Regions from separate parts of the Mus musculus genome. Here regions 1 and 2 are each linked to region 3. Evidence: chromatin contacts called from public HiCAR-type and promoter capture Hi-C data. All regions are on one chromosome and are shown on one strand. The core of a region is the stretch at or near the end of the contact, and the rest is flanking DNA. Distances in the headings are between cores, read along the strand shown. Region 1 holds the start of Abi2 (abl-interactor 2). Region 2 holds the start of Icos (inducible T cell co-stimulator). Region 3 holds the start of Ino80dos (INO80 complex subunit D, opposite strand).

Evidence for each region. HiCAR-type assays count read pairs that join an accessible place to other places. Capture Hi-C pulls out chosen DNA fragments and counts their contacts.
Region 1: a HiCAR-type map of astrocytes shows a contact between it and region 3, with 7 times the contacts expected there. The contact joins the promoter of Abi2 here to the promoter of Ino80dos in region 3. A contact is called at or near these places in 2 of 39 promoter capture datasets (hippocampal neurons and stem cell-derived epiblast-like cells), 3 of 115 datasets of contacts at active chromatin or transcription factors (astrocytes, cardiomyocytes and embryonic stem cells) and 2 of 9 other capture datasets (adipose tissue and liver).
Region 2: a contact with region 3 is called in a promoter capture Hi-C map of adipose tissue, with 4 times the contacts expected there. The contact joins the promoter of Icos here to the promoter of Ino80dos in region 3. A contact is called at or near these places in 4 of 39 promoter capture datasets (cranial neural crest, hippocampal neurons, liver and 1 more), 1 of 484 Hi-C or Micro-C datasets (CD4 T cells) and 1 of 9 other capture datasets (adipose tissue).

What each region holds. Positions count from the first base shown.
Region 1 is chr1:60,408,275-60,410,974 of GRCm38.p6, reverse strand. Abi2 (abl-interactor 2) reads right to left here and starts at 1,356. Exons shown (of 12, transcript NM_001198570.1): 1 at 1,056-1,356. The coding sequence starts at 1,172.
Region 2 is chr1:60,976,551-60,979,250 of GRCm38.p6, reverse strand. It overlaps Icos (inducible T cell co-stimulator), which reads right to left and starts at 1,337. Exons shown (of 5, transcript NM_017480.2): 1 at 1,235-1,337. The coding sequence starts at 1,292.
Region 3 is chr1:63,112,897-63,115,729 of GRCm38.p6, reverse strand. Ino80dos (INO80 complex subunit D, opposite strand) reads right to left here and starts at 1,259. Exons shown (of 4, transcript NR_045915.1): 1 at 1,186-1,259. It overlaps Ino80d (INO80 complex subunit D), which reads left to right and starts at 1,463. Exons shown (of 12, transcript NM_001114609.1): 1 at 1,463-1,519.

The sequences.
Region 1 (2,700 bases), core at 107-2,606, 2.7 Mb after region 3:
GCTGTTAAGGATATCTGCAGGGACGGGAGTAGGGACAAGAACATTAAAATACAGCTAACAGTTTAAGCATCACGCTTCCATTCCATTTTATCCAAAGAATTTAAACGGGAGTAAAAAAAATGTAGACACAACCTGTAATTCAGTATAAGCCCTACGGAAAACAAGAGATACTGGATTTGCATACCATGAGTTAATTTTTAAAGTGTTGCTTCACAAAATTTTTACATTTATCCCATGACCAGCTGGTTCTCATCTCACCAATGCCCCGCCCCACACACACTTCTCACCTTCCTACACACACATACACTGAAGTCCCTGGGCCAAACCAATCATCATGGGAAAAAAACTAAACCATGTGGTTCGTTTCCCTAATTCTTTGTGAAAATAGTCATAGTTCTTTTTTCCCCAAAGGAAAATTACCTATTCTAACGAGACCTGAGAAGGAAAGGCAGCTCATTATCAGTTTCCCATTCTCCACAGGGAGGAGAAAAAAAAAATGGTATTAACTTGCAATAAGAGACAGCCGTTCCACCATGCCCCTTTTACATTTTAAAAATGTTTAAACTTAAGGGTTAAGAATTTTTGTTTTGTCTTCAGGGTACATTCGCAGGAATGGAGAAGTGAGGCATTTCACTTTGCAGAAAAAGGACCCCTTAATAAAAAGGGGGTCCCTCGGAATTTGGGCAGGGGGTAACCTATCCCTCTGTCACACAAGCCTGCCATCGAGCAAGATCCCGTTAGACAGAAAACGCCACTCGCCACCTCCCCCGCCATCCGGAACACTGACAGGAGAGGACTGCGGGGGCGACGGGGCAGAGGCGAGGGGGCGGGACGCCACGCACCGCACGGCACCGCACCGGTCACTCGCACGGGGCTGCTGGGGCCTGGTGGCGACCCTCGCTCCCTGCAGCCGCCGCCCTCGCCCTGTCCCTACCCCGGCGCGGCTCCCTGGACCGAGCACCGCGCGGCCTCCCCCGCTCGCCATCGCCCCGCGCGCCCCTCACAGCCCGCGTCCTGCCGCGCCGAGCCGCGCGAGGGGCCGCGTCGCATCGCACCTGGATGTAGTTATTCTCGCAGTAGTCGGCCACCCGCTCCAGATTCGTGTAGCTGTCGAAGAGAGCCCGGCGGCCCCCCGGGATTTCCTCTTCCAGCAGCATCTGCAGCTCCGCCATCTTCACATCCTTCTCTTCCTCCTCCTCCTCCTCCTACTCCTCCTCATACAGCCCGCAGAGGCAGCGGCCGCGACGCCCGGGAGAGGAGGAGCAGCGGCGGACGCGGCGGGAATCGGGAGGAGCGAGCGGCTACCCCCCCACACACACCCTACGGCGCGCGACGAGGGAGGGGGCGGAGGGGAATGGAGGCGGGGCGCGAGCCGACGGGCCGCGAGGACGGTCACCGCGGCGACGGGCGCGCGCACGCGCGCTCCCCTCCACCCGCCCCCAGCGCCCGAAAAAGATTCCCACCCGCGCCGCCCCTCCCCCACTTCCGGCGTCTCCTAGCGACGGGAGGGCGGGGGCCGGGATGCGCGCGGGAGCGGGGCTCTGGGTTAACCCTTCGGCCCCGCGCGGCCTTCCTGGGTCTGGGAGTCCTCAGCAGCCTTTGTTAGCCGGGCGGGAATGCACCTCTGCTCCCTGCTGCTTCACGCCGCCGCCCCCCATCTTCACCTCTGCACTTCACCCGGGGCCGGAACCCTGCGGAGGTCATCTGCCTGAGGAAGCTCGCCTAGGGAGAGGACACAGTGTCTTCACAAGCTCTGTGAAAGATAACACCTCATCCGAACAGGCAGAGCCACTGAACTTCCAGGCAGCTCTAAATACCACCTTGAACCTCATCGGCTTCTTTACAAATTGCAGTTACCTAGTCCCAAACCTATTCGTTCGTTCATTCATTCATTCATTCATTCACTCCCTTCCGTCCCCTGTCCTGTCCTCTCTTTCTTCTTGGCATGGTCTCCTGTATAGACCGGGCTGACTGGAATTACAGCCACATGCTGTGGTTGCCCAGCCTGGGCCTCCTCCTCACTTCACTTTTTTTAAAATTTCGATGGTGGTTTTGCTGGTACTATTTTATTTATTCACATGGTTGTAGCATGAATAAGATTAAACGAACAATGACAAACGTGCGTTTTTTTCAGATTAAGTACTACAAATTCAAGGACGTTCATCCTGGTCTTGTTATCCAGATATCTAATCTTTTTTCATAAATATGATTGGCCCACACCGTGAAACTTGAAAAAAATAAATAAAACTGACACCTTCTGTGATATCAAGACCACAATCTTTGTTAGTTCTGTGGAAACCCAAAGGGCACCCACCATCTTAGAGGGGTTTAGAGTTTAGGATTTGTGGTTTCAACTTTTATTGCTCTTGCTGTCACTTGGCCTCCTGTGATCAAATTTCAGATGATGAGGGAACGATTATACATTCCTAGAAAAAAATCAAATGCACTCGCTCACATATTTGTGGAGTAAACCCTGTGTTGTTACGTTGGCTTTATGATAAATACATTACCAATATGCGTGAGCTTTTGCCGCAGAGCCTAAAACAGTATTTTTAAATGATGATGTGGTCCACCTGGATCTATTGTTCAGCACTTTAAACACCTGTCTTAGTGTGAATGTTCTAAGTGTGAGAAGCTTGTTAAAAACAAAAGGGAGAGCTGGGGTTTGTAGCTGAGTTTAACTATGTGTGGAAAAAGAAG
Region 2 (2,700 bases), core at 88-2,587, 2.1 Mb after region 3:
GCGTGAATGAACGGATGAGTGGATGAGTAAATGAGTGGATCTCCCTGCCATGGTTTTTCTTGTTTCACGTATGCTGCTAAGCTTTTCAGGGGGGTTGTAAAACTAGCGTGCAGAGTAGAAAACACATCTGGCCCAGAGCTGTTCTTAGTACTTCTTCCAGGTAAATACAACAAGGTCTTCGCTCTTCATCCTTCTTAAGAACATTTGAGTGCCTTTGAAACAGCACAATACTAAATGTTTAATAAATCCAATTTTAGGTTTGACTTCTTTTTGGAGAGAAAAGTAATGTCTCCTTCTTTCTACCACTGAAAAAAATGCATTTCCAGATGGACTTATACCACTGAGCATTCTGCTTTTGCTTCTCCTATTAAAGGCATTTCCCACCACTTAATGTTTCACTTCACTTATCCCAATTTCAAGAACAGTATGTAAGTGCATATAATAAGAAGCAGCAAAAGACTGTATGTAATTACTTACACTGCACATGACCCTCTTTAAACTTCTCATGTAGAGTCTGATAAATGTCACCCACGAAAAAGAGTCAAAGATTCCAGAATGTTTAAGGTCTAGAGGGACTAGTGAATGCTGTCAGTCATTTTCTCCCCCTTTTTACATTTGGGGTGATCTTCATATCTAGTGTCTAAAAGCCTTATAAGATAAGCCAGGATTGGTATGGCTCTGTCTTGAAAAACAAAACAATCAAAAATAAAAAGCAACAAAACAAAACAAAAACCACCAACCCTATGGCAGACTGTACATTTAAGACTTAGGACCAACCAGGTAAGAGTAAAGTCAAAATTTTCCTTTTGGAAGTCATCCACTTTTTTCTCTACTATAGAAGGATTTCCAGGGCTATTCAATTTCTATTCTTTTGACACAAATAATCTTGCCTTTCATCTTTCTCTAAAAAGAGTGAGCTACTCTCCTACTTTATACACTGTCAGGTAACTTTGAACAAGTAATTTAAAATTTTAATGGTCTGTTGAAATGTACTTTTTCATGTTAAAACACAGTATCAAAAGAAGCACTGACATCCACGCTGACCGGGCATGACGCCCTGAGCCGTGAGCTTCAGTGCCTCTGAAACTGTCTGTGCTTGTTAAAAACAAAATAAAATAAAATAAAATAAAATAAAATAAAATCATTTTCCATTTTTACTTAATTTTTCTACTTCAGATTTTTCTTAATGTTCTCTTGAAGTAGAACTCAATAAGAGCTATGGATGGCCACTCACCTGTTAAAAGTCTGATTAGGAAGCAGAAGACAAAGACACGGCAGAAGTACGGCTTCATGTCTGCCAGGAGCAGTTGCAGTCTTCTCCTCCAGTGCTCAAAAGTGTCAGTGAAGTCGTGATCTCAGTTGTTTTCAGTTTTCTGGAGAGGAAGTGGGTTTGTGGAGGTTGATGTGGTGTCACATTTATCATCCACTTCTACTTGGAGAGCTATCACAGCGCCTCCTGCATGGCAAGTACCCGGTGATGTATGAATGGATAGATGCGTAAATGAATGACTAGATGGATGAATGTGTGAATGAATACATGGATGTGTGAATAAATGGATGGATGGATGGATGGATGGATGAATGGATGAATGGATAGATGGATGCATGCATGTATGAATGAGTGAATGGATGGATGTGAGAATGGAAGGATGAATGGATGCATGTATGTATGTATGTATGTATGTATGGATGGATGGATGGATGGATGGATGGATTTCATTTTCAAAGCTATTTATGTGTCATTTGTGCTTCTAGGGACTTCATGGACCATTCATATCACTGCTGGGTGGAAAGCATTACCGTTTGTAGGGTGGATGCTTAATTCACAGATTTTTGTTGATCATGAAGGCAGGAAGAAAATGTGACCCTCTTTCTGGTTAGAAACACAAAGCCCATCATTTTCAGAAGCAATTCATTCAGATCTCTATATCAATAGCTACTGGGGACTGCAGGATCCAACACAAATTATGAATAAGGCATATTTTGACACATTTGTCAGGGCTATTTACTCCAGAGATGTAAGGCCTTTGAAATAGGACAGAAAATAAATGAAAGTTTTTAAGAAAATGACATTTTAAAACATCTGAAAGAGGAATATTCCTGGAATATGAGAAATAATATTTATATGGTGTTCATTGTAGATTATGATTTTATAAATGATAGGGTCAGGTTTAAAGTGACTTAACCCCTTTTCTCTAAGTTACAGTCATCTGTAGAAACTCGAGAGTCTGTCTGCATGTATGGTGCAAATGAAGCAAGAAAGCTAAGATGCCTGATAAAAATCTCTGTCTCTGCAGAAAGAGAAAAAAGACAGTAGCAATGGCAATAATGCAAATAATTTATTTACAGCCACCTAAATTTTATATGAAATATATCTTAATTAATTATATATAATATTATATATAATATAATATAATATAATATAATATAATATATATGTGGTATATATATTATATATATATATATATATATATATATATATATATATATATATATGATATATATAATTTAAAGGTAAAGAGGATGAGAAATGGCTCAGTGGGTAAAAGCACTTGCTGTCAAACATAAGGACCTGAGTTCAAATCCTTAACAACCTTGCAAAACCTGGGTGTGGTTGTGCATGCCTGTAACCACAGAACACCACAGGAGGGCAGACAGGAGGATCCTCAGAGCTCACTTGTCAGTCAGCCTAAGCAAAAT
Region 3 (2,833 bases), core at 10-2,509:
TAAAAAAAGTAAACCTATTACATCTTTGCAATGTACAAAGTCGCTCAACAGGCTGACACTACACCGGAAGTTCTGAACATTCCAACACTAGGGAAGAGAAGCCTACCCCTCAATTCTGTGTTCCAAGAAGCAGGCAGCAAAGTATGCAATGTACCAAAGGCCTAGACATTCATCAATCTATGCAAACTAAAAGAAAATAACAGAAATGGAATTCTAGATATAATTCTTAATAAATAATTTTACTTGAAGAAAATCCAAGGCATCTTTCAATCTGTTGCTAGGTTTATAGGAGTCATCTTTCTTCTTGGGCTGATAGATGAACTGGCTTGCTCAGCTGTCCTGAGAGTTTAAATACACACTACTTCTATTTGCACCGTGAAAAATAAACAGCTGTATTATGCCTTTCTGGGCAGTCAATAGGTTTTACTTACATTGCTCTGAGAGAAGACAAAAGCCATCTCTTTACAATTGACTCTCAGCAGCCTCAGTTCCTCAGATACCAAAACCACAAAATCTTACCTCTAATACATGAAACCATAAGTACGAATACATACAACATAAACGAGCATTAAATAAAGACAATACCGTGACCTCTAAGTCTCTCAAGTGCCAATTTACAGACTGGCCACCAGATACAGAACTTGGACCTGCCATAGAGAAAAATCATTATTAGCCTGAAAAAAAGAAAAAAAAATAGAAAAAAAAAAGTAAGCTGCCACTGTCACCCTTATGGAAAAAGTTAACATGGAAAACAATAATATCGTAAAACCTGTGTCTTGTAAAGATTTCTTTCCATCAGAAGGTGCAGAAACATTCCCCACCACGGAGCACACGACCTCCTTTCTGTTTCTTCCCTGCTTTTTCTCAAGTATGGGCTTTTTTCCAGCGATGAGAGGTAGAAATTTGGACTTTATCTGGCTGGAGCCGGTGCACTTCTCCCCTTGGCCCCTCTCTCCTCTGCCTCCAAGATGGTAGGAAAGTTGTCGTTTCGGAGGGCAGAGGAACTGCTCTGTGGTGTTATGTCCTCGCGGTGCCTGTAGTGGTGCTGTAGGAGGCTGCTGCCTCTTCTAGTGCAGGCGGGCAGCCCTGCCTTCTTGGCTGGAGAGTATATTCAGGGATTTCCCCTTAATGATCACCGACCCTGGGAGCACTTTTTAGTTTCCAAAATAAAAATATGATCCTCACCCCTCGTGTTAGACAGGGAAAGACTCTTGCCGAAGCCCAGGGAGGGAGCAGTAGCAGCCGAGCTCCCTAAGTCCACTGCCAGCGCCTCTCTGATCTGTCAGCCTAGGCGAGGGAGGGGGGGTTGAGGGGGAGGAAGGAGGAAAAAAAAATTAAAAAAAAAAAAAAAAAAAAAAGCAGCTGAAAGGTAAGCAGAGGCGGCCCCAGGCCCGGCCCACATCCCCGGGCTCCCGTAGGGCGGCGGGCTGGGCCGCGTAGGCAGGGCGGGCGGCGAGCGCGCTTACGTGAGGCCGGGGATTCGCCGGCCCACGCCAGGCCGCGGGCGGAGAATGAAAGGGTGAGTGGGGCCGGCGCTGGGGTGGCGGGGGATGGGGCACCGGGGGCCTCGGGGACGCCCGCGGGCAGCGTCGGCGGGGGTTCCGGCGGCGGCCTGAGCGCGGCGAGCGGCGCGGCCTGCGCGGGCCGGGCCCCAGGAGTGCTGCGGAAGGGGGGGCGCCCTAGGCCTCGGGCCCCGCGGCGGCCGCGCCCTGCCCCCGCGCCACAGGCCTCCCGCGCCCCTGGGGTCCCCCGGGGCCTCGGGGCGGGCGGGCGGGCTGCATCCTGCGCCGGCCCCAAGCTCTCCCGCGGGACGGAGGGCTGGGCGGCGGGGACCGGGGCGACGGGGCCTCGGAGTGGGGACCGTGCGGCAGCACCCCGTCCCCGGGCATCGCGCAGACGGGGCCCCCCGGATTCCGGTAACTGTTGGGTTTGTTTATCCCCCCCGCTCCACGGCGCTCTGGGCGGCCTGGCCGGGGCGGGGCGGGCGGCCTGGCGGGCGTGGGGTGGAGGGGCGGCGAGGAGTCAGGTGCAGCCGCGGCCCGGAAAGTTTCCTTTTAGGCCCGAATTGGAGGCCGCCTTCTCTCCGGGGAGCCCCGGTCCTAGCGCCCGGGACCCCCGAGGGCTTCGGGGGGCGAGCACTCGGCTGGCTCGAAACTCTTTGCCAGTTCCTGTCCGTTCAAGGTACTCCGCCCCTGCACCCCTCGCCCGCGCCGCGCCCCACCCCGCTCCCCGCGATCCCCGACGGGGCTGCCAACTCCAGCCCATTCCCCAAGAGCTCCAGGGCCCGGGGAGAAGCCGTCTCTTCCGGTTTGGAAAAGTTTTCAAGGGGTTTTTCTTAGCTTTATTAGTTAGTGACTGGGCTTTCGGGGGTGGGGAAGGGAGGAGGTAGATTCAGGTGCTGTTTCTATTGCAAAGTCAGGGTCCATCGGCCTCCCCTCCTCCCCCCTTTTTAAAAAACCCAGCACCCCACCAAGGAGCTGTGGGGGTGCTACTTGTGTCTTTATTACTACCCCCACCTTCTCTCCCGGACTCCTTTGGGTCCTCAGTCTCCCTCTCTGGACAGCTCCGGCAGGAAGGTAGTTAAGAAGAGAGCAGAGAGCAAACTGTCAGGGAGAGGGGCAGGACCAGGCAGGCTTCTGGAGCAGTCCCCTGCCCTCCGTGGTAGGACTTTACCCCTCTTAGTTGGTCACTTGTCCGGTTAGAACCGACTCAGACGCTGAAGCCATGGGGGAGACCTCGGCTGACAGACAGAGCATTCAAAACTGGGAGGAAGGACCTGGAGGGCTGGGCGCCTGGGGAAGTAAGGTCTACCTGCAGCGCAAGGAGCAATGCC